Regions from separate parts of the Mus musculus genome. Here regions 2, 3, 4, 5, 6 and 7 are each linked to region 1. Evidence: chromatin contacts called from public HiCAR-type, HiChIP or PLAC-seq, Micro-C and promoter capture Hi-C data. All regions are on one chromosome and are shown on one strand. Each heading gives the region's core, a stretch centred on a gene start, on an enhancer-like site or on the middle of the called end of the contact. The rest is flanking DNA. Distances are from core to core; before and after follow the strand shown. Region 1 holds the start of Rap2a (RAS related protein 2a). Region 2 holds the start of Abcc4 (ATP-binding cassette, sub-family C (CFTR/MRP), member 4). Region 3 holds the start of Cldn10 (claudin 10). Region 4 holds the start of A330035P11Rik (RIKEN cDNA A330035P11 gene). Region 5 overlaps Dzip1 (DAZ interacting protein 1). Region 6 holds the start of Dnajc3 (DnaJ heat shock protein family (Hsp40) member C3). Region 7 holds the start of Gpr183 (G protein-coupled receptor 183).

The links. Promoter capture Hi-C pulls out the DNA fragments that hold promoters and counts their contacts. A called contact is a pair of places that touch in the nucleus more often than the background predicts. HiCAR-type assays count read pairs that join an accessible place to other places. HiChIP or PLAC-seq counts read pairs in DNA pulled down with a chosen protein or histone mark.
Region 2: a contact with region 1 is called in an H3K27ac HiChIP or PLAC-seq map of thymic regulatory T cells, with 9 times the contacts expected there. The contact joins the promoter of Abcc4 here to the promoter of Rap2a in region 1. A contact is called at or near these places in 2 of 39 promoter capture datasets (embryonic stem cells and pre-B cells) and 2 of 115 datasets of contacts at active chromatin or transcription factors (astrocytes and thymic regulatory T cells).
Region 3: a contact with region 1 is called in a promoter capture Hi-C map of pre-B cells, with 4 times the contacts expected there. The contact joins the promoter of Cldn10 here to the promoter of Rap2a in region 1. A contact is called at or near these places in 1 of 39 promoter capture datasets (pre-B cells) and 3 of 115 datasets of contacts at active chromatin or transcription factors (astrocytes, embryonic stem cells and stem cell-derived neural progenitor cells).
Region 4: a Micro-C map of embryonic stem cells shows a contact between it and region 1, with 30 times the contacts expected there. The contact joins the promoter of A330035P11Rik here to the promoter of Rap2a in region 1. A contact is called at or near these places in 3 of 39 promoter capture datasets (erythroid cells, liver and pre-B cells), 12 of 484 Hi-C or Micro-C datasets (the C2C12 cell line, CD4 T cells, CD8 T cells and 8 more), 6 of 115 datasets of contacts at active chromatin or transcription factors (Th17 cells, astrocytes, embryonic stem cells and 2 more) and 2 of 9 other capture datasets (adipose tissue and liver).
Region 5: a contact with region 1 is called in a promoter capture Hi-C map of embryonic stem cells, with 3 times the contacts expected there. The contact joins the enhancer-like site here to the promoter of Rap2a in region 1. A contact is called at or near these places in 2 of 39 promoter capture datasets (embryonic stem cells and hippocampal neurons), 2 of 484 Hi-C or Micro-C datasets (CD8 T cells and embryonic stem cells) and 4 of 115 datasets of contacts at active chromatin or transcription factors (astrocytes, embryonic stem cells, stem cell-derived neural progenitor cells and 1 more).
Region 6: a HiCAR-type map of astrocytes shows a contact between it and region 1, with 6 times the contacts expected there. The contact joins the promoter of Dnajc3 here to the promoter of Rap2a in region 1. A contact is called at or near these places in 9 of 39 promoter capture datasets (the C10 cell line, cranial neural crest, embryonic stem cells and 5 more), 4 of 484 Hi-C or Micro-C datasets (CD8 T cells, embryonic stem cells and muscle stem cells), 9 of 115 datasets of contacts at active chromatin or transcription factors (astrocytes, double positive thymocytes, embryonic forebrain and 5 more) and 1 of 9 other capture datasets (liver).
Region 7: a contact with region 1 is called in an H3K27ac HiChIP or PLAC-seq map of thymic regulatory T cells, with 4 times the contacts expected there. The contact joins the promoter of Gpr183 here to the promoter of Rap2a in region 1.

Annotation. Positions count from the first base shown.
Region 1 is chr14:120,476,570-120,480,210 of GRCm38.p6, forward strand. It overlaps Rap2a (RAS related protein 2a), which reads left to right and starts at 1,892. Exons shown (of 2, transcript NM_029519.3): 1 at 1,892-2,471. The coding sequence starts at 2,158.
Region 2 is chr14:118,704,570-118,708,210 of GRCm38.p6, forward strand. It overlaps Abcc4 (ATP-binding cassette, sub-family C (CFTR/MRP), member 4), which reads right to left and starts at 1,650. Exons shown (of 31, transcript NM_001033336.3): 1 at 1,467-1,650. The coding sequence starts at 1,540.
Region 3 is chr14:118,853,286-118,856,926 of GRCm38.p6, forward strand. It overlaps Cldn10 (claudin 10), which reads left to right and starts at 1,665. Exons shown (of 5, transcript NM_021386.4): 1 at 1,665-1,924. The coding sequence starts at 1,705.
Region 4 is chr14:122,105,013-122,108,653 of GRCm38.p6, forward strand. A330035P11Rik (RIKEN cDNA A330035P11 gene) reads right to left here and starts at 1,962. Exons shown (of 4, transcript NR_015586.3): 1 at 772-1,962; 2 at 1-429. Tm9sf2 (transmembrane 9 superfamily member 2) reads left to right here and starts at 2,070. Exons shown (of 17, transcript NM_080556.3): 1 at 2,070-2,423. The coding sequence starts at 2,256.
Region 5 is chr14:118,909,114-118,912,754 of GRCm38.p6, forward strand. It overlaps Dzip1 (DAZ interacting protein 1), which reads right to left. Exons shown (of 22, transcript NM_025943.3): 6 at 3,329-3,453; 7 at 2,229-2,390; 8 at 321-458. Among named protein-coding and RNA genes, the nearest start is that of Dzip1, 15 kb to the right of the region's middle. Within about 2 kb of position 1,663, at least 82 of the 459 cell types and tissues checked have an H3K27ac peak or open chromatin away from gene starts, as enhancers often do. A contact at or near this core is called in CD8 T cells and embryonic stem cells, where this site is marked.
Region 6 is chr14:118,936,254-118,939,894 of GRCm38.p6, forward strand. It overlaps Dnajc3 (DnaJ heat shock protein family (Hsp40) member C3), which reads left to right and starts at 1,679. Exons shown (of 12, transcript NM_008929.3): 1 at 1,679-1,917. The coding sequence starts at 1,836.
Region 7 is chr14:121,963,402-121,967,042 of GRCm38.p6, forward strand. Gpr183 (G protein-coupled receptor 183) reads right to left here and starts at 1,792. Exons shown (of 2, transcript NM_183031.2): 1 at 1,652-1,792. All of the region lies in intron 4 of Ubac2 (ubiquitin associated domain containing 2), which reads left to right.

The DNA.
Region 1 (3,641 bases), core at 642-3,141:
TAAGCTAAGTCCAAATATGCCACTTCATACACGGGATTTGAGCATTTGCAGGATTTTGGTTCGGGGGTGTCCTGGAACCAAGCATCCATGGATATGATGCAAGGAGAGATGGTAGTTGACATTTTTTAACTTGACAAGGCACTTGCTCTAAACTGTTTTCAATAAAAACTTGCAGTTATGTTGTAGCTAGGTAATTCAAGCATATAAATTCTTAAATGTTCAGAAACAATAGGCATTTGGGGGACTCCTATATCAGAATACATTTTTGTACTTTGACAAGTGACAGAAAAGATGGCAAAAGAATGTCCCTCTGTTAGAAGAACCCAGACCGAAATCCACTCTACAATGACCTCTGTAAGAAATCAGAATGGTGGAGAGGTACACCAAGCTCTGACAGAACTGAAAAAATACAGCCTTCTGAAAAGTGTGAGGTAGTTATGGTTAGAGTTGTCATTTCAAGGACATGGTTTAATGAAGATAAATGCAACGAACAGTTATTGCAGAGGGTGTAAATTTTCATGTATTTGCGATTGTGGCTGGGAGCGTATGACGAAGATTCGGGGGCCAAAGATACGCTGGTTTACAACGGGGTAGAAAATACACATTTGAGGAGGCATGATCGGAGGACCACAGCAACTGCTGCCAGATGGATGTCTCCTGAGGGACCGGAAAATTTCTCACCCTGAAGACAAAAGTCCCAGTTTTCTCGATTCAGCCCACGATCCAGCCCGCATCCTCTGCCACCACTTCCATGCCCATCTCCAGGCAGAATGCCACGGAGGCGACGTTAGAACAGAACTCATCCCTCTTGTCTGCCAACGCAACCCGCTCCGGTGCCAGAACACCAGGGGGTCGGGCGCTCGAACCCTGCCCCTCCCAGTTCCCCAGCAGCCCTGCACTGTCTCCACAGTGCAGGTTTGATTGGCTCCGCCCAGCCCTCTGTCACTCCTCAGTTGGCCTACGATTGGGTACCAGGCCGTGCGCAAGCGCAAACTCTCAGCCCCTCCAGGCCCCGGAGGGGAGTTGGCTCAGTCTATCACTGGGTCTTACACCAATTGGTTAGCAAGATGAGACGCCTTTTCATTGGTCAAGAGTGGTAGTCTAGAGTCCGGACTCACAATCTGATTGGCTACAGTGAATCCGAGCTTCCGCGCAGACACCCCCGCAGGCTGTTGCTGAGATGTTCTGGGGTCTCCCGACAGTGGGGGGCGGATCCGAGCTCCAGGTTTTCCAGGCGCCCAAGGCTGTCTACCAGCCCGGGGGGAGGAGCTCGGCTTACGTCAAACTCGACAAGGGCGGGGCTAGAGGGCGGGCCGGTGACGTCATCGGGCGCGGACCGGGTTTGCGTGTAGCCTGGGCGCCACGGACTAGCCGAGCTTCGATTTGCTTGTGTAACTCATGGCGGCGGCCCTTAAGGCTCACGTCGTTACGTATAACGGGATCAAGCCAAAGCTCTCCGAAGGCTGACAGGCTGAGTCATGTATGTCAGCCATAGGCCGGCCCGTCCTGAGGTCCCCAAGCACGGTGCGCACGGCTTCCTAAGCCCACGGTCCCTCCACCGTCACCTCCCGCAAACCCCCGAGCGTGGGCGTCTGACGTTGCCTGCCTTCGGGCGGAGGAGAGCGCGCAGACGCAGTACGGAGGCCGGTCAGGCTGGGTGTTGCCGGGTGTCGCGGAAGCCGGTCTTCTCTGGAGCGCGCGGACGGTCGCTAGGCGACGGCGCGAGGGGCGGGCTTTCTTATAGACCCCTCCCACCCGGCTGGCTCCGCCCCGGGCAGCGCTGCGGCTGGGCTCGGGCGCGCGCTCCAGCGCTGGGGAAGCGGCGGCGGCGGCGGCAGCAGCGGCGGCGGGAGCTGGGCGTGGAGGCGCGAGGGGCGGGGCGGGCGGCATTGCGGGCCCGCGGTTCGGGCGGCTCCGGCTCGAGGTCGAGCTCTGTTGCTGCTCTCGCCCTCGGGGCTGCATCGTCCTCCCGCTTGGCCCGCTCACAGGGCCGCGCACGACTCGTTCAGCTGCAGCCCCGCTGCCGGCGCCCGGGGCGCTGCCGCGGCCGTGAGCCGACGAGTCCGTAAGGGCGGCGGGGCCGCGGGGTCGGGGCGCGGCGCGCGGGCGCAGGTCTATGTCGCGGGCGGCGGCGGCGGCGGCGGCCGCGCAGGGACGATGCGCGAGTACAAAGTGGTGGTGCTGGGCTCGGGCGGGGTAGGCAAATCCGCCCTGACCGTGCAGTTCGTGACCGGCACCTTCATTGAGAAATACGACCCCACCATCGAGGACTTCTACCGCAAGGAGATCGAGGTGGACTCCTCGCCTTCGGTGCTGGAGATCCTGGACACCGCGGGCACCGAGCAGTTCGCGTCCATGCGGGACCTGTACATCAAGAACGGCCAGGGCTTCATCCTGGTCTACAGCTTGGTCAACCAGCAGAGCTTCCAAGACATCAAGCCCATGCGGGACCAGATCATCCGCGTGAAGCGGTGAGCAGAGCGGGGCACACGGGGCTCGGTGGCTGCGGCGATCCCGGTCCTTGGCTTGCCCGGGCTACACCACCTCCTCCAGGGGCTCAGATTTGTGGGCTTTGTTTCACAAGTGAAATTGGGCATCCTGTTAACCCTCAGCCCAGCCCTTTGTCTCTAGGACGTTGGTAGCGCTTCTTCGGGACCCTAGAAAGAACAAAGTTTCAAACTTGCAAGGAAAGAAGGGATGAGTAGGTGGGCGCTAGGGAAAGGGGAGCTGTCTTAGTGTAGGCACGCCTGTGAAGAGTGAGCGCGCGCTTAAATGCACCCGTAAGAGGTTTGACAGCCGAAATTTGTACATACATATCTTGTGACAGTGTCAATACTAAGTTAGGGGGGACCTTTCTCGTTGCGGAAAAGATTAAATGTTGCCAGGAGGTTGGCAGAAATGGATTAGTGCAAAACTTTAAAGACACATTGGCAAATAATTTGAAGACCACACAACATTCAGTTGGCTTGGCATATAGAAGCACACTTGTGACATTTACGCGGAGAGCGTGCAGATTCAGTTCTCTTTCTCTCTTAAAAGCTAGCCTCCTCATCCCCCCCCCGCACCCCCCCCCCGAAAAAAAAAAGAACAGGGAAGGAGGCTATTCTTGGAAAACAAACAGAAGTTTAGTCTGAGTTCTGGCTTGTGTATCAGCTAATTTAAAGTTAATGCAAAAAAAAAAAAAAAAAGAAGAAGAAGAAGAAGAAGAAGAAGAAGCAAACAAGCTTTTTCCTGATATAAAGTGTTCAAAGGATGTATTTTTGCATGTGGCTGGTGACCTGAATGCTTTTAGTGTTTGTTCTCTCTTAAGTTGATGCTATGCATTTTCCCCTTAACCTTTTAAATACTGAAAGTCTAACATGTTACTACAGAGTTCTGGCATCATTTTCTAGTTCTTCTTTACTGATAACGCTCCTCTCTGGTCCTTATTAACTAATACTACTGACAGTCTTCCAGGATTATTTTACCTGTAGCTACATTTGAAGTCACCATTGAAGGTTTAGGTAGAAACAATCACACTTATCCATCATTTGGGGTTTATACACTTCAGAGCTCAGAGCAAGTTATTTGTATTCAGGGAGTACTTAAAAATTCCTTCCAAGTGGTGTTTTTTTTTTTTTTTTTTTTTTTTTTTAGTGGTG
Region 2 (3,641 bases), core at 400-2,899, 1.8 Mb before region 1:
AAGCAAACAAACAACAGCCGATTGTGCCTTGCTACCTTATCCTAGCTGGTCTCAGCTCCATAGCTGCTCAAGTCATCCTCCCACCTTAGCCTTCCAAGAGACAGGGACTGGAGGTATGTGCCACCCACACCCAGCTCTCGCTTCACCTCCATTCTGAAAGTCCGCTCACAGGAAAATCATCAGGAGGTCTGTGTATTGCCAAAAGCTCGGGAGACCAAGACAGCCCACCCGCTCTGAGTTATGTATTTTTTTTTTAAATTCATTTCACCACATTCCTTCTTCCCGCAAGCTCCTCTTGACCGAGTGTCCAAAATCGGATCCTGCACACACTGCATCAGCAGTTAAAAACAGTAGTAAATGACTCTGAAGCTCCCTAGGTTTTCACATTTTAAAAAGGTAACATTAGAACGTGAGGAAGATGAAATGGCGGAGGTCAAGGAATAAAAACTATTCTTGTTAGCCAAGCGTGTACTAGCCAGCCCAGGCTACTAGGCGGAAAACTACTTAGGAATGTCATCTATCTAAACCTCTTCACCTGTTTCCTACAAAAAGAGGGGTGGGGCGGAGACCAGATCAGGGAACCCATCAGTGGTTTTAGGCATGGAAACCTTGACTCCTGTCTCTGAACACATCTTGGTAAGACCCCCAACAGGCTTCCGAAACTCATTCCCAAGAGGGATATGGCCATCAAAGGCAGAAATGAAAAGTCCATCTAACAGGGGAAAATGTACTCCACTATGGCTGCGTTTCTGTCAAGAGGAAAACATCATGTTGATCTTGCTCAAGAGTAGTGTCCCCATTCGTAACTAAATAAAACATCGTAATAAAGTGACCTTTTAACTCACAGCCATACTTAGGTACTAGGACACACACAGAGGGGCCAGAAGGAGAGACGGGATCCTAGAAGTTAAACTTCCTTACACACACACACACACACACACACACACACACACAGGCAATCAATGGACCTGAAAGATGTCTGGTAAGGTGTTTCAGAAGGCCATGGGGACAACAGAGTTTGGCGTTCGCCCAGAACTCTAACTTCAGCTGCTTTTTGATAAGCCCATCTGTTCACTGCTGCTTAAAGAGAAATAAAGAGGTGCAGTTTGGGTGAGGGAGTTGTGCAAGCCCTGAGCCGGGATGGGAAGCTAGCGAAGGTGGGCATACAGAGCCCGCCCTCCAGGGCACCCCCGCACCTCCCATGGATCCCCACGGTTTCGGGTGGGCGCCACCTGCGTCTGCCACCGGTCCCCGCGTGCCCCTCCTGGAGGAGAGCGGCACGGGCGTGGGGTGCGGGCGGGGACCGCAGGCCGCGTGGCGCACGCGCGACAAGGAGCCCGGAGTGTAAGGCTGTGCAGGAAACGCATCCTCCGACCATCAGGGACCGGCGCTGAGCATCGGACACGCGGCTAAGCCGACGCGGAGCATCTCGTGGACGGAGGAACGGGCCCGGACCCGGCACTCACCAGAAGAACACGCGCGAGCAGAGGTTGGCGTCCTGCAGCGGGTTGGGTTTCACCTCGGTGTGCACCGGCAGCATCTCGCCCGCGGTGCGCGCGGCCGGGCGGCGGCTCCGGGAAGCGCGGGTGAGGATGCTCGAGCTCCGGCCTCGGCCGGAGCCTCGCAGGCAAGCAGCGGCTTCCGGGAACCAAGCGCCGGCCCGCCCTGACCCCGCCTCTCGGGGCTCCTCGGGGCGCCCGCTACGCGCTGTCGCCGCCGCCTCCTCGAGCCTGGGAGAAGCGTGTCGCGTGAGAGCGCAGGGGGACGGCCGCTGGGGAAACGACAGAGACCAACCGCGCGCAGGTGACCGGGGGCGGCTCGGGGAACGCGGAGCCGGGCGGGGAAGCCGCACGTGCTTGAGACCCGTTGCAAACTTTGCCGAAGTTTAAGATCAGCACCCAAGCACCACCCTGAAGGTGGCGGGGGCGGTACCGGCTGTGCCCGCCCCCGCGCTCGGAAACGCCCCCTAGGCTTTGCGCTCCTGGAGATCTGGTGAAAGCCGCCTGGCTTTGCCTGCGGTCCCCTGGCATGCTGCCCTCATCAGGACCAAATAGGGTGCTGTGGGAGATTGTTCCACCTGCAGGCCAAGAGTCGGACCTGGAACAACAGCAAGGTTTATCAGATTGCCTTTGCAGACCTTAAAGCCGTGAAGACCGTCAGGCCACCCGATATTAGGACACAAGGATTTGGGGAGATGAATAGAGTGCTACCATTTCGGACGGCTTCTTGACCTTTCCTACATTGCTTGGCATGGCGGACCTGTGTAAGCAGTTGGCTGTCCTCTTAGATTAGGTAAGGGAAATCAGATAATACGCTGCCTGGCATGTTTCTTTCACGGAGCCCTGAGAGGCTCCCAGAGGATCCGTGGCAAAGGGAACCGATGTTACAGGACACCTTGCTGTGCCTTTCTATAAGCCTACTCCGCTTCTAATTTACTTTTCGAAATGGTTATTACTATTTTACTGAATAAATTCAGACTCAAAAGATCTAGCTTGTCCGAGATCTTAAGGTTAGTGATGATGAAATCTGACTTGTACTCAAGCTGGCATAAGAAGTGCCAGGGTGCCCCGACACAGTGAGGAAGGTATGGGTCCTGGCTCGTGGACTAGTGTTCACAAGCCCAGGGTTCTGGCGTGGCCGTGTTAACTGCCTCTGCTGCTTTGGTTCACTTCAGCGCTGGGTAAGGAAAGAAGAGCGGTTTCGAATTCATGGCCCTAGTGACAATTTCACCGGTCCTTTTGCTGTGAGAAAATACTCTGACCAGAAGCAGCTTGGATAAGAAAGAGTTTATTTCAGGCTTACACTTGCAGGTAATAAACAGTCTATCACGGAGAGAAGTCGGGCCCAGAGCTGAAACAACAACAACCCTGTTGGCCTGTTGGTGCTGACTCCAGCCTGCAGTGGGCTGGGTCCTCATGCCATCTCCAATGGGTCATTCTCTCACAGCTGCCATCAGCCAAGCCCATCTGGGCAGTTCTTTACTTGAAGTTCCTAATTTTCTGGTGACTCTAGGTTGTGTCTGGTTGACAATTAAAAAAAAAAAAAAAAAAAAAAAAAGCCGGGCATGGTGGCCCATGCTTTTAATCCCAGCACTCGGGAGGCAGAGGCAGGCAGATTTCTGAGTTCGAGGCCAGCCTAGTCTACAAAGTGAGTTCCAGGACAGCCAGAGCTATACAGAGAAACCCTATCTCAAAAAACCAAAAAAAAAATCTAAATGAATAAATGAATAAATAAATAAATAAATAAATAAAAATAAAAGTCAACTAACTTAGCTTTCTTTGGTCATTTCCCATATGCGCTTATTTAAGTGTATAGCAATAGTTTGTGCAGAGTGTCTTGGTATAAATAAGCAGTTGTTTAGAAGTCAAGTCATATGTAGTGCCCACAGCTTTAATCCCATTAGTTTGGAAGTGGAGACAGGAGAAACAACAACTCCAGGCCATCTTTGATGGGACAGAGAGTTCCTCACCAGCCAGACATACATGAGAGGCCCTGTCTCAGGGAGCAAAATTAAATCAGTATAGATAAAGTAATTAGCCAGACAGCAGCCCTCGAGTCCGAGGCAGGAAAAGATGGAGTTCGAGATCGGTGGGGTACCTAGGGAGTTCTAGGTTTAACTGGATGCATGCAGAGACGGTTTC
Region 3 (3,641 bases), core at 415-2,914, 1.6 Mb before region 1:
CCAGTGTCTTTGTCCTCTCATTGATGCCCAGATTTGTGACCTCAGGAGCTGGAAGGACACCTTGATCTTTGTGTTTATCTTGAGACAGCAGAGGAAAGATGAATGAATAAGTTTATTCTTCAGTTAGGTGGGAAAGTTAGAGTGGGTTTTGTTTGTTTGTTTTAAGCTGGTGGGGGCTGGGGAGACAGCTCAGTCAGAGCAGGGCCTGGACTCAGCTTCTCAGCACCTCTGTAAAAGCTGAGCGTGACAGCAACCTCAGAGCTCACTGGCCAGTCAGTTTGCTAGAATGGTGAGCTCCTAGTTTGGTGATGGATCCTGTCTCAGAAAATAGGGTGAACAGCCCTAAAGGTTGATATTTAATGTCTAACTCTGACCTGCACACACACACACACACACACACACACACACACACACTCACACACACTCGCACAGCACACACACATATTCTCACACATGCATGCATACAGATACGCACACAAGCCGCACCCACACGCCCACACACTCTCACCTACTGTGTGCATACACTCACACACATGCACAAACACTATGCACACACTCATAATTCTCTCTCTCACTCACACAAGCAAGATAAAAACAAAAGTCGAGAAGGGCTGGGGAGATACACAATCAGTAAAGCTTGAGTTTGGATCCCCAGCCCCTCTGTAAAAGGCCAGACCCGCGGTGGGTGTACAGCTGGGGAGGGAGGCAAAGAAAGGGAATCCCTGAGACTCGCGGCACGGGCCTAGGCCAATCTGAAAGACAAGTCGCAGTGAGAAGGACCACTAAACAAAGTAGATGGCACCAGGGGCTGCTCTCTGGTCTCCACACTCACAGACACACACACGCACACGCACACACAACTGAGCAAAGATTCATAGACATCTCTCTCTTGCTTCAGAACCCTCCCAGACCAGACTCCCCAAACTGAAAGTGTGTTGCTCTGGGGGGAAAACGAGTCAAATGACAGCCCCATATCTAGTGCATTAATTAGCCAAGACCCTCACGGGGCTCTCTGGAACTTGAGCTGGGCTCATCGGCTACCTCCCAATTAAGTCTGAGCTTCCTGATTAATACTTTCCACATGCCACTAGGCCGAAGAGAACTGAATTTTAAGGGGAAGGCCAGTTTCAGTCCCAGTATGCCCCTCTTCACAAGCCAAACAGGGTCACGCAAACAAGCGTTGCTCACTGGCCTTTTGCATTCAGCAAAGCGAGGCTGCGTTACCATACCGTTTCTTTTCAGGGCACACCAAAGTTGTTTCTGTTCTGCTTTTGCAAGGCACCCAGTGAGTCAAGCTATTTGCCGCGGGTAGGGCTGAGTCGGGGTGGCTCGGTGGGAGGCGCAGCAGGCTATCCACATCTGGTTGTCCCTGGACAGCACCAATAAAAGAGCCGGTTTCCGCGGCTCCTCTGTGAGAGATTTGGGAACCTCGGGCCCGGGGGGAGAGGGGAGAGCGCTGGTCTGAGGGCTTTGCGATTGCAGACGACGGGCCAGCTGCTGGGGGCGGGGGACCCAGGAGGTACCCCAAGACCTCCCCGCGCGCTCTGGGTGCCCTGACAGTACTGTGAGTGCGGGTCCGCCAGTGCCCTCAAGTGCCCAGTGGGCGGGACGGAGGCGGTGACCGGGGGCGGAGCCTCGGGGCTGGGCGCGTGGGGGTCGCGGCAGCGGGATCGGGAACCAGCGAGAGCGCCGCTGCAGCCCAGCATGGCTAGCACGGCCTTGGAAATCGTCGCCTTCGTAGTCTCCATCTCGGGCTGGGTGCTAGTGTCTTCCACACTGCCCACCGACTACTGGAAGGTCTCCACCATCGATGGCACTGTCATCACCACAGCCACTTATTTTGCCAACCTGTGGAAGATCTGCGTTACCGATTCCACCGGTGTCGCCAACTGCAAGGAGTTCCCCTCCATGCTGGCGTTGGATGGTCTGCATCTCTTTGGGACCCCATCCCCATCCCTGCTCCTTGCTGGCTTTCCAAGCGGGCGCGTCCTCTTATGGACCGGCCGTGGGATTCCCGGGTGGGGGAGGCTGGGTCTTATACTCTGCCCCGGGAGGGTCTGCGATGCCCGCTGTCTACGGATGGGTGTCCGGTGGGGCGTCTTCTGAGCCTGGGAACCCCTGGTGGTGACGAGTAGGATCAATTCAGGTAGTTGTGGCGCACAAGGCTGGTCCCGCGTCTGTCTGGGACTGAGTGTAGGGCAGCAGAGGCTGGCCACCCCACGACCAAAATCTGATTCTCATTAAAATGACACCACTGAGATCCATGAATGCTCGCCTTGATATCGCTTTAGCGGGTTCATTGAGTCTTTGAAAAGCCAGGCACGGAGGAGAGGCAAAAGAACCATATTGAAGTTTGTTGCTGTTTTCCTTTAAAATCCCTCCTACAAACTTGAGGGCTTGAGCTTCATTCTTTTTCTCAGTTTCAAGAAAATCAGTAGCCCTTGCTCATACGGGGGGTGGGGGTGAAGTGGCTCAGAGGGCAGGGGACGTTGGACAGCAGAGATCAACAGGATGAGTGACCACTCTTCCAGGCTTTGTGCAAGCATTCTGGGTCTTCTTCGCTTGGTATATGAATATATATATATATATATATATATATATATATATATATATATATATAAATTGGAGATAGATATTAACATAGGAAGATGTTATATTTATAATTTATATAATTTATATATTTATATATTTTATATTATATTTATATTTATATATATTTTATATTATATGTATATATATATTGGAGATATATATATATATATACATATATTGGAGATAGATATTACCATAGGAAACTGACCGTTTAGTTTCCAGGGTATAGTCAATACAGTATAATGCTCGTTCATGTTCTAGGCTCTTCCAGGGTTTTGCAAATGACTAAATGGATTCTGGCAGAAACTTAAGAAGAGCAGCTTGCTCCACTTCTAGATGTGAGGCGTTTTCCTTTTCTTTATTATTCCTCTTGCCATTTTTATTTGCATAGCTGGGTAAATAGAAGACTTGATTCCCCTAAGACAGTGCTTGCCACAAAGGGCAAACTGTTGCTCAATTCAGTGTTCTGTGGAAGCTGGTCTATGGGAATAGGTGCCTGCCTTTACAAGGCGGCACCCTGGGCCGGGCCCTGTTGTATAAAGTAAGTAGCTGGAACACTGTTTACTGCGTGCGTTGTTGCTGAGGTTCCTGTGTTCATCGGAGCGCTCATTCGGGAGACAACAGACAAGCTCTTGTTTCTGCGGTTTACATTCAGGAACACAGGATTCACACTATGTTCTAGAACTGTTCTGTTTATTATGCTATTGTAGCCAGGGATAGCCTGCTAGATAAGTCTGCTTCCTTCTTCGGGAGTTTTGGGGTTCAAGGAAGAGGAGAGAGAAAGAAAGAAACACTTCTTCAAGCTTTGCGTACAGGACCGTGGGGGTTTCCTTCGTATGTCTGCTGAGAGGGTGGAGGTGTTCTGTGGTTTGGACAGGCTGGGTAATGAGGAGGAACTGGGACACAGTCCTCATTATCAGGCACTGAACAGAGTTATGCCACTCACAAATGCATATATGCAAAATGGGCATGCTGATGTGACTAGAAAACATGTTTTTAAAACAAGAAATGATATATTCCACATAGTTTTTAAATTAATTACGTCTTTG
Region 4 (3,641 bases), core at 712-3,211, 1.6 Mb after region 1:
GGAGTTGGCTTTACTCGCCGTGCGTACACCCAGTTGGAGCTCTGAGCGAGTCAGCTGTCTGGAATCCCGATGTCGTTTTCATTCTCAAAGACTCCAGTTGTCCGGGTTTTTAATTTACTTTACCCAGAGTGTTGAGGCTGTCAGGTCTCGGGGCAGGAAGCACCAGGTCACCGTGGGTTCATCACTGAGTATCCCAGGCCATCCTGGGAAGTGATTCTCGGTCTTAAGCTTGTGGTGGTCTGTGAAAGCGAGCGGGAAACCCTGGGAACCCTCAGGCGTTAGCACCGCAAGTCTGCGACCCTAAATTCAGGTCTAGAACCTGTGTCCTCCGGCGACCAGGGCCGAGCGAGCACTTCTAGTTTGCTTCGCCTTCGTCTCTCCAGGCCCTGCTGTAGAGTTGGAAGATGCAGAGACCAGGCCCCTGCAGCCCTGGGAAGTGAGACAGTGAACAATAAACACGATCGTTTCCGAAATTGGTAGACACCGAGGAGCAGCGGTGGAAATGGGGGACACCTACATTCTACATTATCCCTCTTAGCACAAGTAGAAGCTGGGGAGACCTACAGAGTGGCCTAGCGTGGTAGGTAGGAGCCTAGAGACCACCAAAAGAACTCAGTGGCACAGCGAGCAGCATGCCAGCTATGGACAGTGAGATTGTCACAGGTAGAAAAAAGTAGTAATGGCAAGGTTGGAGCGGGAGCTACGGCAGTGAAGGTCTAGTTTGGTATTATCAGAAAAATAGGTAAGGTGTGTGGGGGGTGTTAATCCTACCTCTTTATATTTGGAGACAGCTGCTTCCTTTTTCGACAAAGGGCGTTGTCTTGACTTAGCCCAAAGTTCAGTATGTGCATGTATTTGAGATGGTGTGCGCTGATGGACACGCCTCCTTTTGTTATAAAAGTGGTCAGGACCGCCTGGGACAACTACTATATCACCTATTTTTTTGTGATATAGTATTTTTTAACTTAATCTTTACCACTCTTTGAGAGGGTGAGCACCCTTGTCTTCTCTTCTAACTTTCATTTCTCCAGTGATGAACCCATGCCCAGAGGCACATCGCTAGATCACAATGTTCCAAAGCCAGGACGCTCAGCCAGTACAAATTACCTTTGATGTTAAAGCTCTTTTTAGGTATGTCAGTAGTTCTTTCTGTAGGTGCTAGAGCCATTGAAAATCTGGTTAGTTGTAAACTTTGGGGAAGGGAGCAATATATGAGCACACAGAAAAAATTTAATAGCATGAGACTACAAACTTTTTTGAATTTACCTATTTTCTGAATTTGCCTTTTCTTGAATTTGGGGGTTACAGTCATCCAGGACTGTGTTTTATATTCTAAGATGATGCACTTGGGGAAGAATTCGGTTGAAGTCTAAAACTCCATGGGCTTTTTATGCTAAACTTTTCTCCTCCTTGAGCATAATGCTTGCGCACTAACACAGAGACATAACCATTTCCCATTATCAATGGGAAAAGCTATGCACCTTGTCGAAGAGTAATAATGCCGTAATAGTCTTCCTTAACACGACTGCTTTGCTTAACTAAGCCCCGGTATCTTCATTGCAACCTGCCATTGCTACTTTATATTTACTACCCTCTCTCATCTATCTCATTTCGACTTTCTGAAAGATATGTTTGTTGTGTGCACACTTCTCCCACACAAGAATGTCCCAGCATTTCCGATGCTTAGGAATTATTCTTGCAAATAACCTCTAAGAGCTGTTTAAAGATTTACGAACCGCTCTTTCCATTTGTTCCCTTACCCTGGCCCCAACTAGGTAACCCCTGAGCTCTGCCTCATCGACCAACTCGGTCTCCATCAGAAAGTACTTGGTTCATCAGTCCTGAGCGGACTGACGGGTATGAGGTGACAGAGGGCAGAGAAGAGGTGCGCCCGAGAAGCGCGGCGCTCTGGAGCGCCACGGTGGAACCTGGAACCCGACTGTGGGTGCCGGAAGCGCGCAGGCGGAAGTCACCCAGATCCCGGAACGCGGATCTCTTGGCCGCCCCGCCCGGAAAGAGCCCGCTGCGCTTGCGGCGCCGGCACTGAGCATGTGCGTGCGGCCCCGCGCATGCTCCGTGGAGGCCCGCTTCGGTTTCTGTCGCGGGGCCCGCGGTGTCTCCTAGCGTAACCGGAACTAGCCGTTGCGGGCCGGCCTTCTCTGCGCTCGGGCCTTGAGGTGATCTCCGAGCGCCCCGGACCCCTCCTTCCTCGCCGTCCCCCTCGGCTCGGCCGCTCGCCTCTCACAGCCGCCGGCATGAGCTCCAGGCCGCCAGCGTCGCCGCCAGCGCAAGGCTCCAGGTTGCTGCTGCTGTCGCTGCTCCTGCTAGGGACGGTCCCAGGCCCGCGCCCGGGAAGCGCCTTCTACCTGCCCGGCCTGGCGCCGGTCAACTTCTGCGCCGAAGAGAAGAGCAACGAGTGCAAGGTGGGGGAGGCCTGTCGGGCTGCGCGCCGCGGTGGGAGCGGGGTCTAGGAGCGGGGTCAAGGAGCGGGAAGGGGCGTAGCTGTGGGTGGGGTCGCATTTCGAGCCGCGACGGGACGGGGGCCTGCGGACCCCGGGTGGTCCCCGCGGGCTCGTCGCTGCAGCTCGGGGCGCTTTGCCCGGACCCCGGCGGCTTGCGGAGCGCCCTTGGACTGGCCTGCACGCAGGTACGCGGTGACCCGATGCCCACACGGGGCGCTCCCAGCCGAGCGACAACTTCCAGTAACTTAATTTCGTAGCTCACTGTTTTATTGCACTTTCCTAGAACTCCTGGTCATGACGGCTTATTCTCTCTAGGACTTTGATACCGAACTTCAAGAATACTAGTTGATCATTTAACCTGTGGATTGTGACGCATTCTAACCCTCCTTGAAAACCGCGTTAATAAAGACTAGTTGTAGTTAAGTTTAGTCCCTGGCCTTTAAATTTTTTTTTAAGCTATAAAATTTTTAAGAGACCCCCAAATGGGTTTCTCCGCGATGGCTTTAAACACTTAAAAAGCAGCAGAGAGCGGGAGAAAGAACCTGCCTTGAAAATGTTGGTTTCGTAGGCCATCCGCCCACACGTTTTTCAGTTTACCAGCTGAAAGCAGCTTTTAGGTATCAGGTGTAGAGCATCACAATACACCATTATTTCGTAAAGTTACTAAAACTTAACCATTTGGAGGATCCAGGGCCTCTCAGAAACCGTTAATTTTAATACTTCAAATAATGGTTAAGAAAACGTTTACACTTTTTATTTACTAAAATTTTAAGCTGGTGTTTATTTTATGACTCTTAGCTATACCACAGTTGTGAATTTTGAGGTTGTTTTAGAGTATTAGGGAGGCTATTAAAGTTTTCATGGCATTTTGCAGCTTCTCTTTAGGTTTGTGGGCTATCCTGTGTGGCGTTAACATGGTCACTACAGTTTTAGAAAGAAACAAACGTGTATCTATGACACGTAAGTCGTAGAGGGTTCAATAATGCCTACCAATCGGTAAGATTCACCCAGGCACACAGTCCATTAACTGTGGTACCCGGAAAAGCAGGAACTTCTGCCTCCTTCTAGAGAGTTCTGACCTAAAGTGAGATCCAGTCTTACAGGCACACTGAATTTTTCTGTTAAATATTTCAGAAGCCAACCTTTATAAACAAGTACTTGGTCTGTAAATGAACAGTG
Region 5 (3,641 bases), core at 413-2,912, 1.6 Mb before region 1:
CATCTGTTGTGAGACAGGAAAAAAAAAAAAGAAACAGAACAAAAACGTTTGCTGGGAACGAACTCATTAAGAGAAAAACCAAGGCGATGTAGACCTGGCTCCATGGTTAAGAGTTCTTACTGGTCTTGTAGAGGACTTGGGTTCAAACATCCACACCATGGCTCAAAACCACTTGTAATTCTAGTTCCAAGGGATCCAGTGCCCTCCTCCTGGCCTGTATGGGCACTGCATATATGCCGTGCACATAAGCTCATGGAGGCACACACACGTAATTAGATACATGTTACATGTTGTGGCCGCGGTCACCACGCGTGCTGTACCTGGCTGTCAAGCAGCTGTAGCATGTTCTGGAAGTCCTGGGGACACGGAAGATGGTCTTCTCTCAGCTCAGTAACGTCTCTTAAGGTGCCTATGTTGGACTTGATCTGGATGTTAGACTTCTGTATTTCTAACAACTGCTATGGATGAAAAGAATCACCAAGAGAAACGTCAGACATTGACTTAACGGCAACAGCGAAGAAGCCAGAAGCACAAAGCCGCGTTCAGCCATCCCTCTCCCTCCGGACACCCCTTGCCTGTCTCCTCCGCTTTGCTCTTTTTCTACCAGTCTCTGATCTTTGATATCTCCACCAGAATGTGGAAAAAATGGGAAGGAGACTCATGTTTTTTTAAAATGGTTTGTTACTGGGAGCCAGGGTATGCCCATGTCCATGTCAGAGGACAACCGTAGTCCAGTCTCACTTTCTGCCTTTCTGCGCATTTCAGGGACTGAGAGCGGACTGAAGCCGGCTTGCACACAGCTGCTTTACTCGCTGGCCATCTCTCTGCCCCCTCACCCACTCCCCAAGCCAACCTCTGACCTCTGACGATGGGTCTTTAAATTCTTGACAGAAACATCTGTGAGAGGAACTGGGTATATCTCCTCTTTCTGTTTATTTTTTTTAAGGCAGATCTTGCTGCCTTGGCCCAACTGGACTTGAACTCTGGCTGACCCCGCCTCAGCCTCCCAGTGCTGGATTGCAGGGGTGTATCACCACGCCTGTGACACTTCTGAGAAGTTACGATATTGCAATAGAAGACGAACACTGCCCAGAGGCCATACCAGTAAATCCACCAGGGATATAAATGTTTTAATTTCCCTAAAGTTAATTATGGAAAAAAAAATCTCAGACAACAACAGGCGATAAAGTTAACATCACGGACATTATACCACTACTTCGTTGTCCGTTCACTGCAACCGCTGAAAGTGCAAAGAAACTTCTCCGTACAGAAGTTCCTTCCTACCAATACTACAGCTCCGGGTGGCAAGGCCAAAGTGAAAGCCTTAGACCACGGAGACCATGTGTGACCTTGGTACAATTCGACGAAGCGACACACTGTCTCCGAGATCCACTCCACAGAAACGCTGACTAATCACGTTACCCTGTCACTAGTCAGATGAACCCCAGCAACGGGACTTGCCATACAAACAACCCGCACTTCAGATCTTTAGCTTCCACAACAACAAGGCTGACAAACTATCCCCGGCCACAGAAAAGCCTAAGGAGTCGGAATGACCCACTGTAACATGGCGTCTTGGACGAGATCCTGAGCAGGAAAGGAAAATAAATAAAAGGATTCTGGTGTTGTGTTTAGTTTTGCTTCTGAAACTCGTCCGCCCCTAGAGGGAGCCCAAGGATCGACCTCATTTCCCTCCTTTTCTCCTCAGGAACTGGATCAGCACAGAGGATGTGGAGGTGTCTGTGGACCACAGCTGTTCCCACACGGCACAGGGCCCCCTTGCCGGTTCCTGCTTACTTTAGAGACCCGATCCTCCTCAAAGGTCAGGTGTGGACCGAGGAGAGGGCTAGCAAATACTCTTCCTCTTCTGCTGCCTTGGTGATCTGTATCAGCCTTTCCACCCACTACTTGGAACATTCTAGAATTCGTTCAAGGGTTTGTGGTTTAAGGCTATTTAAACCTAACCAGGTGAGGAAGTTTCCTCTTGGGTGGAACAGATACACCCACAGGGGTTCTGTTCTAGGGTCTGGGGACAGACCACCCACTCACAACAAAACAGTCTCGCTCACCTGCTCTACCTCCTCAGCGCCTCTTGCGACCTGGGATGCCCGGGGAGGAGGGGTGGTGTATACTTGGCATGTAAACGACCTGACCCCTGGCTATGATGCCATGCTAACACCCATCTTAAAGCAAGCGATCCTATGAAGACGTCTAGGTTGCATACTTACATATTCTAATGCTGAGTTCTTAGAAGTTAACTCTTTAAATTCCCTCATAAACATCCCCTTGACCTTCTCCATCTCCTCGAGTAACTTCTCCTTCTCCTCCTCTTTCCATCTGTCAAACAGCTTCAGAAAGTCTTCCTCTTTTGATTTCTGCATTTCATAGTCCTGAAATTATTTTAGCATTATGTCACTAGGGGCTCTGGATATAACACATGTGCAAATTTTTTAAACAAATCATAGCTTCACCCCAAATCTGTTAGTATTTCTTCTGTGAATTAGACCTGTAGTAACACTCTCCAAAGCCACTGGCCTATACACAGTGATTCTTCCCTACCAAAGCACAGATGGGGAGCAGGCAGATGGCTCAGTGGGTAAAGAACACACCCACGCCCACATACATGTGCTCAATAAATAAATGCAAGTAAACAGAAACAAACAAACCACATTTGGAGCCTGGCGCTCCGGCTTGGTGGTTAACAGTGCTTGCTGCAGAAGCGTGAGGATCTGAGGTCAAATCCCCAACACCAATGTATACACCCAGCATGGCCCCATACGAGCTTACAACCCTGTGCTGTGCGAGTCACAAACAGGAGCACTGCTGAGGCCTGAGGGCATTCAGCCTTAACCAGGTTCAGTGAGAGATATTGTCTCAAAGGAATAAGGACTCCAGCCCATACGAGTATGCATACATACATGCAACACATATCATGCTCAATACACACATATATCATACACAGACGATACACACACACTCTCTCTCATACACACATGCTGACACACACTGACACACACAATGACACAGACACGTTGACACACACTGACATAGACACACACTGACACACACTGACATAGACACACACTGACACAGACACATTGACACACACTGACACACACACACTGACATAGACACACACTGACACACACACTGACACAGACACATTGACACACACTGACACACACACACTGACACACACACACACACACACACACTGACACATACACACTGACACACACACACACACACCATGAAGCCAGCATGCCTCTTTCCCTGCATTAAAGTACTTGTCATTGCACCATCTCCAGGACAGAGCCCTGTGTCCCACCTTAGAGAAGCGAACTGCATGAGAGTGCTGTGCAGACTCCAGCTGAGACCTAGTGAGCTGCAGCTGTTCCTTCAACATGTCAATCTCCTTCTGGAGCCTGTCGGTCTGGGCCTTTGTATTATACTCTGTGCAAGAGAAGATCTAGTTAGAAAACGATTTCTTATGAATTCACCTGAACACTCACGGGGCACAGTTCTAAGGATAAGACAAAGGAAAATGCTCTCTCTCCCTTGGGACTGCCACGAGCCCAGTCCTGCTCTTTACTGTTTGTCTGGAGCCCTTTCTGTGACCAGACACTTCATTAGTTTCAGTG
Region 6 (3,641 bases), core at 429-2,928, 1.5 Mb before region 1:
GTTCTCCCAACATCCCTCAGTCCCTATGTGTTGCAGCTATGGCAGGCAAGTCCAGCCCTTTACTCAGAATTCTCCAGCTTTGGGGCTGGGCTTCCCTTCCTCCAGAGGCGCTTCCCTATATAACCCAGCCGTTTTGGCCAGCCATCTTTCTTTTTCTTTTTGGTAACCTTTGCCCTCTTGGCTGCTGCACCTGGTTCCCTTCCCCCTTTTCTCACACAGCTCAGGGCCATGTCCACTCTCCCAGATGTCTCTATCTCCCTTTTACCTACACCATACCTAAGAGCAGCCACGTCCTTTTTTTCATTCAAAAGTCATCATAATGTGTAAGTCCTTGTAAGCATGAAGTAACACTAAGGTATCAAAAGCTTTGAATAACAAACCCACGTTATTTAGCGATGTGTAAAACGTTGCTGCCATATAGTGTCTGTTCAAACAGAGCAGCTATGGGCGTAACCTACCTGATTAATTTAACGACAATCTTGTCCAAGTTCTTATGTCTTTGAATGAAATAGGCACAGTAAAGAAACCCAAATAGACACTTGGTGGGTGTATAAGAGAAAAGTTTATTCCAAACTAAGGTCATTGCTTGGGAAAGCAGAGGGCTAATACTGAAGACTGAGCAAGTAATGGGTAGGGACTTTGTTATGTAGGGTGAGCTAAAGGCACTGGAAGCATTTTAAGGATGCATCAATAGATACTTAGTCTAGGGCAGGAAATAGCCCCAGAAACCATTAAGCCAACCTAAAAAAAAAAGTGATTCTGGAAGTTTCTTTGGCGAGACTGAGAGGACTGCGGATTTTAAGAGAGCCACCCAGACCAACTGTGAGACTTGGTAGAATGGCTCTTGCATCTCTGATCCACTAGCAGACCTCAATAGTGTCAGGTCCCCCAAGAAATTCCTTTCCCCCAGGTAGGGCATCTAGACAAAAGCCAGCATTCCCTCGGGGTGGTGGTGGTGGTGAAGATAGTTCCTACTTGCTAAGTGGAGTTATTCTCCTATCTCTGGGAAAAGGGACATTTGGCTCTTCCATTAACTTATGACAGTGGGGTCTATTAGCCCGTCAAGGTCCCATATAACCCAGAAGATAAATCCCCACCATCACCCCAGCCCGCGCAGCGCTTCTCTCTGCTTTCCCGAGAGACAGCCTTCGCAGTTTGGAATAAACTTTTTTTTTCCCCTTTTCACCCACGGAGTGGCTATTTGGGTTTCTTCCCCCATTTCATTCAAGAAGTCCAGTCATCTCTCTCGGACGTCCCTGGAGACTTCCTGAGACTCTCTGGCCTTACCAGCCCAGGCGGCGGCGCCTTATCCCCCAACACTACCCGAAGGAATCTGGGCTCGCTCCAGGAACCCGCCGCCCCTGCCAAGCCAGCCCGCGAGGCCGGCCCAGAAGGGCTCTAGGGCCCGCGCATGCGGACTCGGCGGCCGCAGCCCGGCCTCCCCAGCCTCTTCCTCCTCGGCGCTCGGCGGCGGTTTGGAGCCCGCTGACAGCTCCACGACCAGCGGACGCAGCCTCGTCTTGTGCTTCCACGTTATCCTATCAGAGGCGGGGCGGGGCGCCAGCCCCCACAACCAATCAGCGCCAACCACGACCCGGGCGAGCTGGGCCGCTCTGTGGCCAGAAGGAAGGCGATTGGGCGGCGGCGGCGCCCGGGGCGTGGCTCCGCGGGCCCCGCCTACCGCTGTTTTCCGCCGCCGGGCGCCAGCCGCCGCTGAGGCCCGAGCGCTGACCGAGCGAGCGAGCGAGTGGACGGGGCGCTTCGCTGCGGGCTGTTGGCCGCGCGGGCTGCTGGGCCGCGCACCTTCCTGCTCTTCGGCTCAGGCGCCCTTGGACATGGTGGCCCCCGGCTCGGTGGGCAGCCGGCTGGGCGCGGTGTTCCCGTTCCTGCTGGTCCTGGTGGACCTGCAGTACGAAGGTGAGTCCCGCCCTGCTCCCGGGGCGGGCTTCGGGTCCCGGTCCCGGCTGGGAGCGGCGCTCCGGGGCGCGAGGCTGGGTCCGAGCCCGGTTCCGGTTCCGTGGGCTGAGAGGCGGGACTGGCGGGCCGCGCGCGCGAGGCCGGTTTCGGCGGCCTGGGCCAGCGCAGCCGGGAGTCCGGCGTCCGGGGGACCCTGGATCGGGGGTGCCGGGAGGAGGCGAAACGGCGGCATGCACGGGACGGGTCCCGGTTCCGGAGTGGCGGGCCAGGGCCCTTTCCGAAGCCAGTCCCATTCCCTCACGACCCCGCGTCGGGCGCGCAACTTAGGCTGGTGCCTGGAGAAGCCCACCTCTGGGCTCGGAGCTCCCGGCGCCTAACTTGCTGGGCTGGCTGTGGCTTCACAGTTCCCAGCAAGGCGACATTCAACTTTGTCCCCCCACTGACGTTACTTTTTCTAGTCATCGCAAAAAAAAAAAAAAAAAAAAGTCTCTTAAAAAAAAAAATAGGGAGCGCTTACGTTTCACCCTGGGCTCCAGACTGGAATGTTGGCTACTCCCAACAGAATAGCAAAAAATAGAGGCCTGTCCTATCTTGGGTGTCAGAGCGGGGAGGAGTTAGACATTGAAGCCCCAAATGCCCACTGAACTTCCCAACTTGGTTACGGTGCTGTAGTGACATCTGTCCTGGGCACTGCTCTGTACTCATTCCTGTAAGTCTGGGGATAGTTGTCATGGAAAGAGTAAACAGTTGAATATTCCATTTGGAGGGACTGAGGAACTGAAATTGGGAACAGTTTATGATGAAACCATCATAGAAGTCTATGCGGGTTTCTTTCTTTCTTTTTTTTAAAGACATATGCTTAGGTTTTTAACCATTAAAGGTATGGTTTTTGTTGGTTTTGGCTTCCTGATCACCATACGTTCTTTGAACCCCAAATCAGAATGTGTACTGTGGCAATATTGAGACCAATAATTTGATGTTGGAGCCAGCCTCAAAAGTGAGGGGATTGGAATTTGAAGGCCTGGACCACTTTAGTATGGGTCATATGTTCTAACTTTCTTTCATTTTCTAATTCTTTCCATCTGCATTGATTGTGCCCAGTTATCATTAGTGACTTATTTTAGTAACTTAAGGGAAAGTTGTCTATGCTCTACTTAGTGTCGATTTAACTTACTCTCCAGACATGGGAGTGCTTATTTTTGTTTGCCTTACCTCATCCAGGAGCTTGTAGATCAAGCACCTTATTCGAGTTTCTGTTCTTTGCAGGATTAGGACTTTTAGCATTTCATCTCTCTACTGTGGTATTTCTATAAGAAAACTCCGAGTTTTCCCGTCAGGAAAGCACCAGTGGCCTCTCTGAGGAGAAAGCCAGTGTTGCTTTTCCAGGAGTATTACCTGTGCAGAATGGCAGGTGATGGAGAAGGAAAGAGCATTTCTGTAAGCCAGCTCTTATTCCACAGAGATATGTGATAGTCTCTGTGTTACACATCTGGGAGCTGGTGTTCCAAGAGCTTAATGAAAATTTATCTTGGGACTGGAGAAATGGTTAGTGTGTTTGTTGGCCTTGCAGAAGACTGGAGTTGCATTCCTAGTACCAGATCAGGATGCAGTGAGTTAGTTGTAATTACTCACAACTCAGTCTTCTGGTTCCACAAGCACCCAAAGAGGGGTGTGTGTGTGGGTGGGGGGTGGGGAGAGAGGGAGAGAGGTGGGGTATGAGAGAA
Region 7 (3,641 bases), core at 542-3,041, 1.5 Mb after region 1:
GGACTACCAGAACACCGAGTGAGTCTCTGTACCTCCGCAGCATGCAGAAGGTTCTGCATGTGTGATCTAGTCTTGTAACCATGGCGAAGACAGCACAAGCAGCCCAGGACAGACAGAAGGACATTGCCCACCTCCAAAACCTTAGCTCTTACTATGACAAAGAGAAGGGTATCCCTTTAAATGCTTTCATTTCTTGGTGACTACAGGTCAGGATTAGGAACTTTGCATGAACATTTCACATCACAGAAGTGCTGTAGGCTGACCTACAGTAGTTCTCTAGTAAAAGTCTGCCATGCATGCTTGGAAGTCCTGGAGGGAGCTCAGTTGTCACAGAGTTTACTCTGCTAGGTGACTGATAACAACACTAATTAACTCTAGGAAGCCCGCCAAAAGCTTATAAAAGGACTTATTACCACAGCCACCCACGTATCGTACAAGCCTGCAAGCAAGGCTGCTTTGTGGAACCGTGTGCCCTAGCAGTTCTAGGTTCACAAAGCACCATTAAGCCCCAGAGACAAACACTCTGAGATACTAGAAAGCACACCTCAAGTCTTTACATACACTGTAACAGAAAGCAGACATCTTCAGGCAAGCTCAAGAAAATAATTTGTACATTTATCTTTCTGTGGGCTGATGGGCAGGGTGGGAATGGCATGCAGTGTGCCGGCACCTACTCAGAGAGTCAGAGAAGGACTTGGCAGAAACACTTCTCCCCACTTTCTGAATGAAACGACCACAGCCAGAAACCTTCAGCAACTTGTATGGGGCTGAGCAGTTCTAAATGATGGAGCCTGGGTTTTAGGACTGAGTCCAAGCCCTCCCTTAACATTATACTCTCCTACACTCCGGGTGACACCCTTACAGAGAGTGCCACCACATCTACGACCCCCAGCCTTCTTTAAAGGAAGTCCCTTTATGGCTTATATTTTGTTAGGCATTTCTCTTAACTTCTGCTCTTACCCTGGAAATTGAGTTTTTAAATCTCCACATATAATCTTTGTTTTACAGGTTTTTTTTTTTTCCAAAATTTTTAGAATATAAATGTGGAAGCTCATTTAGCATTACTGGTCACCTAATAATAGAAACCAAATAACAAATTTTATTTTTCACTTAAAATAGTTGGTCTTTAGAATGGTTTTGCTTCTGAGGCAGGAGAGCCCAGGCTGATCAAACATCTTTGCTGGTGGGAGGATAAATTGATAAAATATTTTTGCAAACTAGAAAATACCATTCTATATCTGATGCTTTAGAAAATAAGCCCCTTACCCCGGGAAGTCTGCTGCTGATAGTCTATCATCAAAACTACTTTCCTGTACATAAATGCACGCCAGGTAGTCAAATGCAATGAATTTTTAAAAATTAGGTTAAATGGTTATATTGTATATAAACTACATCCAAATTTAGGAATGCTCTGCCTCAGCACCATTGTTCCTTTCTCTTTATAGTAAAGAATCCTGAAATAATTGAATTTTGAAATTCATAAAATGTTTCATTCATTGCTTCCATCTCGGGAGCTACATTGAGCTGCCAGTGACCCCAAGGAAATCTAAACAGACAGTTATTACAGCTGGTATCTAGTACATTATTTTACTTTGAAACTTAGGTTTTTAAAGTATTCCTTAACTTAAAGAGAATCATGTCAGGTACTTACATATCAGAAGGTGGCTAGGACCTCCGTTGTGGCAGTCCGTGTTTGCTCAGAATGGAGTTAGCTAAGCTGGGCATGTTGCTTTAAGAGTGATCGAGCAGGCGTCCTTTTATGGTGGTGCCTTTTTCCTGTCATCCTGTGACTGAGCATAGCCGTGATCAGTTAACCTCACATATGCTACGTGCTTTTTTTTCAAATGGGATGGGAAGTGAGATTTTTTTTCTGATACTGATTTTTAAAAACTGTTCAAAAGCCCCTTGGACTTTGTGAAATGCTCATATCTATGGAACTTTTAAATTTTTTTCAATAAGGATTTAAGTCTTAAAAGTTTTTTTTTTTTTTTTTAAGCAATAAGCTTTAAACAGAAAGAGGGAGGAGGGAGAGAGATAGGTATAGTTACTGGTGACCTTATGTTGATATTTTACATAAAGTTTAGGTTAAGGAAAAATGTCAAGTGTAATAGTGCTGTCTGCCTGGAGGCGTGGTGGTATCAGGAGTGTAGTGTAGAGTCTGAACCTGAACAGCTGTGTCAAAGATGGGTGTCTGTGGTGAGGGAGAAAGGCCTTCCTTGTGTGTAAGTTAGTTACATTTTCAGTGTCGAGAACAACTGACTGACTCAGTGGCAGTGGGCACAGAAAGATCTAGGACAGTTGGCAGACACGTTATTGAAGAGTTCAGCCTCAGGTACATAGTACCAGAGAGACCTGTTCTAGTCCCATGATGCCTTGAGCTCACTCCTTGAACCCAGCAGGTACTGCGTAGAGTGCTCTGAGCAAGCCAGAGAGGTGGCAGTCACCCATGCCCACCTGTGATCTAGCCTGCCATACGTGCGTGCTGCTTTTGGAAGACAGGCCTCACTTGTGCTGCGCCTGGGTGTTGGGGGACAGGGATTCCATGAGCAGAGAGGCTTAAGCCTCCCAGGACTACAGCCCCACCTTCCTGCAGAGTGGGGCTGTACACTGCTTCTGTCACCCATCCTTATTCAGGGAAATAGAAGATGGGTCAGGGGATGGGGGCTGCAGCAGATTTTCAAGCCAAACCTGCAGACAGCTCTCCCTTGTTTAAAATGGAATGTGCTTTAAAAGAAAAAAAACAAAACAAAACAAGAATGCTTTGGTAAACTGGTTGATTTTGAGGGATGCTATAGAGAGAATTGAGTCATTTTGATAGGAATCTGTAGCTTTATGCCCCCAGAGGCCTTAGAAGTTTTTCAAAATCACATTTTATTTATTTTGCATGTATGTGTTAGTGTGCTTACACATGTGCTATATATGTTTATAGCATGTGTGCCAGGGCATACATAGATCAGAGAACAACTTTTAGGGACAGATTCTCCTCTTCTGCCACCTGGATTCTAGGGATTAAAGGCTTGGTGACAAGTGACTATCTTGCAGCCTACCAGAGGTGGGTGTCCTCTTGGCCTAGGCTTCTGTAGAATTGCCTTTCAGTTGTGCTGTTGAAGGTCTGCAGAGGAAAACCAAAGAGCAAGCACCAAGTCAGTGGGATTCTTGGGCACCCACTTGGTTATGTATAAAATAAAGGCAAGTGAGAGCCAAGGTAAGTCAGCCTTATGATGTGGATTCGAAGACTTTGTGACTTGATAGGTAAACTTGGCATAACCTAGAACCAGTTCACCTTATACACCCACCATTGAGGGCTCAGGATGTGGCCGAGTGCAGAGAGCATTAGCATGTGCCAGGCCCTGGCTTATATTCCTAGCACTGCATATAAGCAAGATGGAATTGGCACATACTAGGAATTTCCAGTTTGTTACAAGACCATCCTAGTGGGATACTTTTTGGAAGACCCAGCTACTTAAAGCAAGTTTTATGGCAAGTAGGATCCATCATCTTTTTTTTTTTTTTTTTTTTTTTAGATGGCTGGCCCAGGATTCATAGAGATCCGCCTGCCTCTCCCTCCTGCATACCAGGACTAAAGGCCTGGTGGGTCCACCCTTTCACCCTTTCTTTTGTATGAGAAATAATCTAAGAAG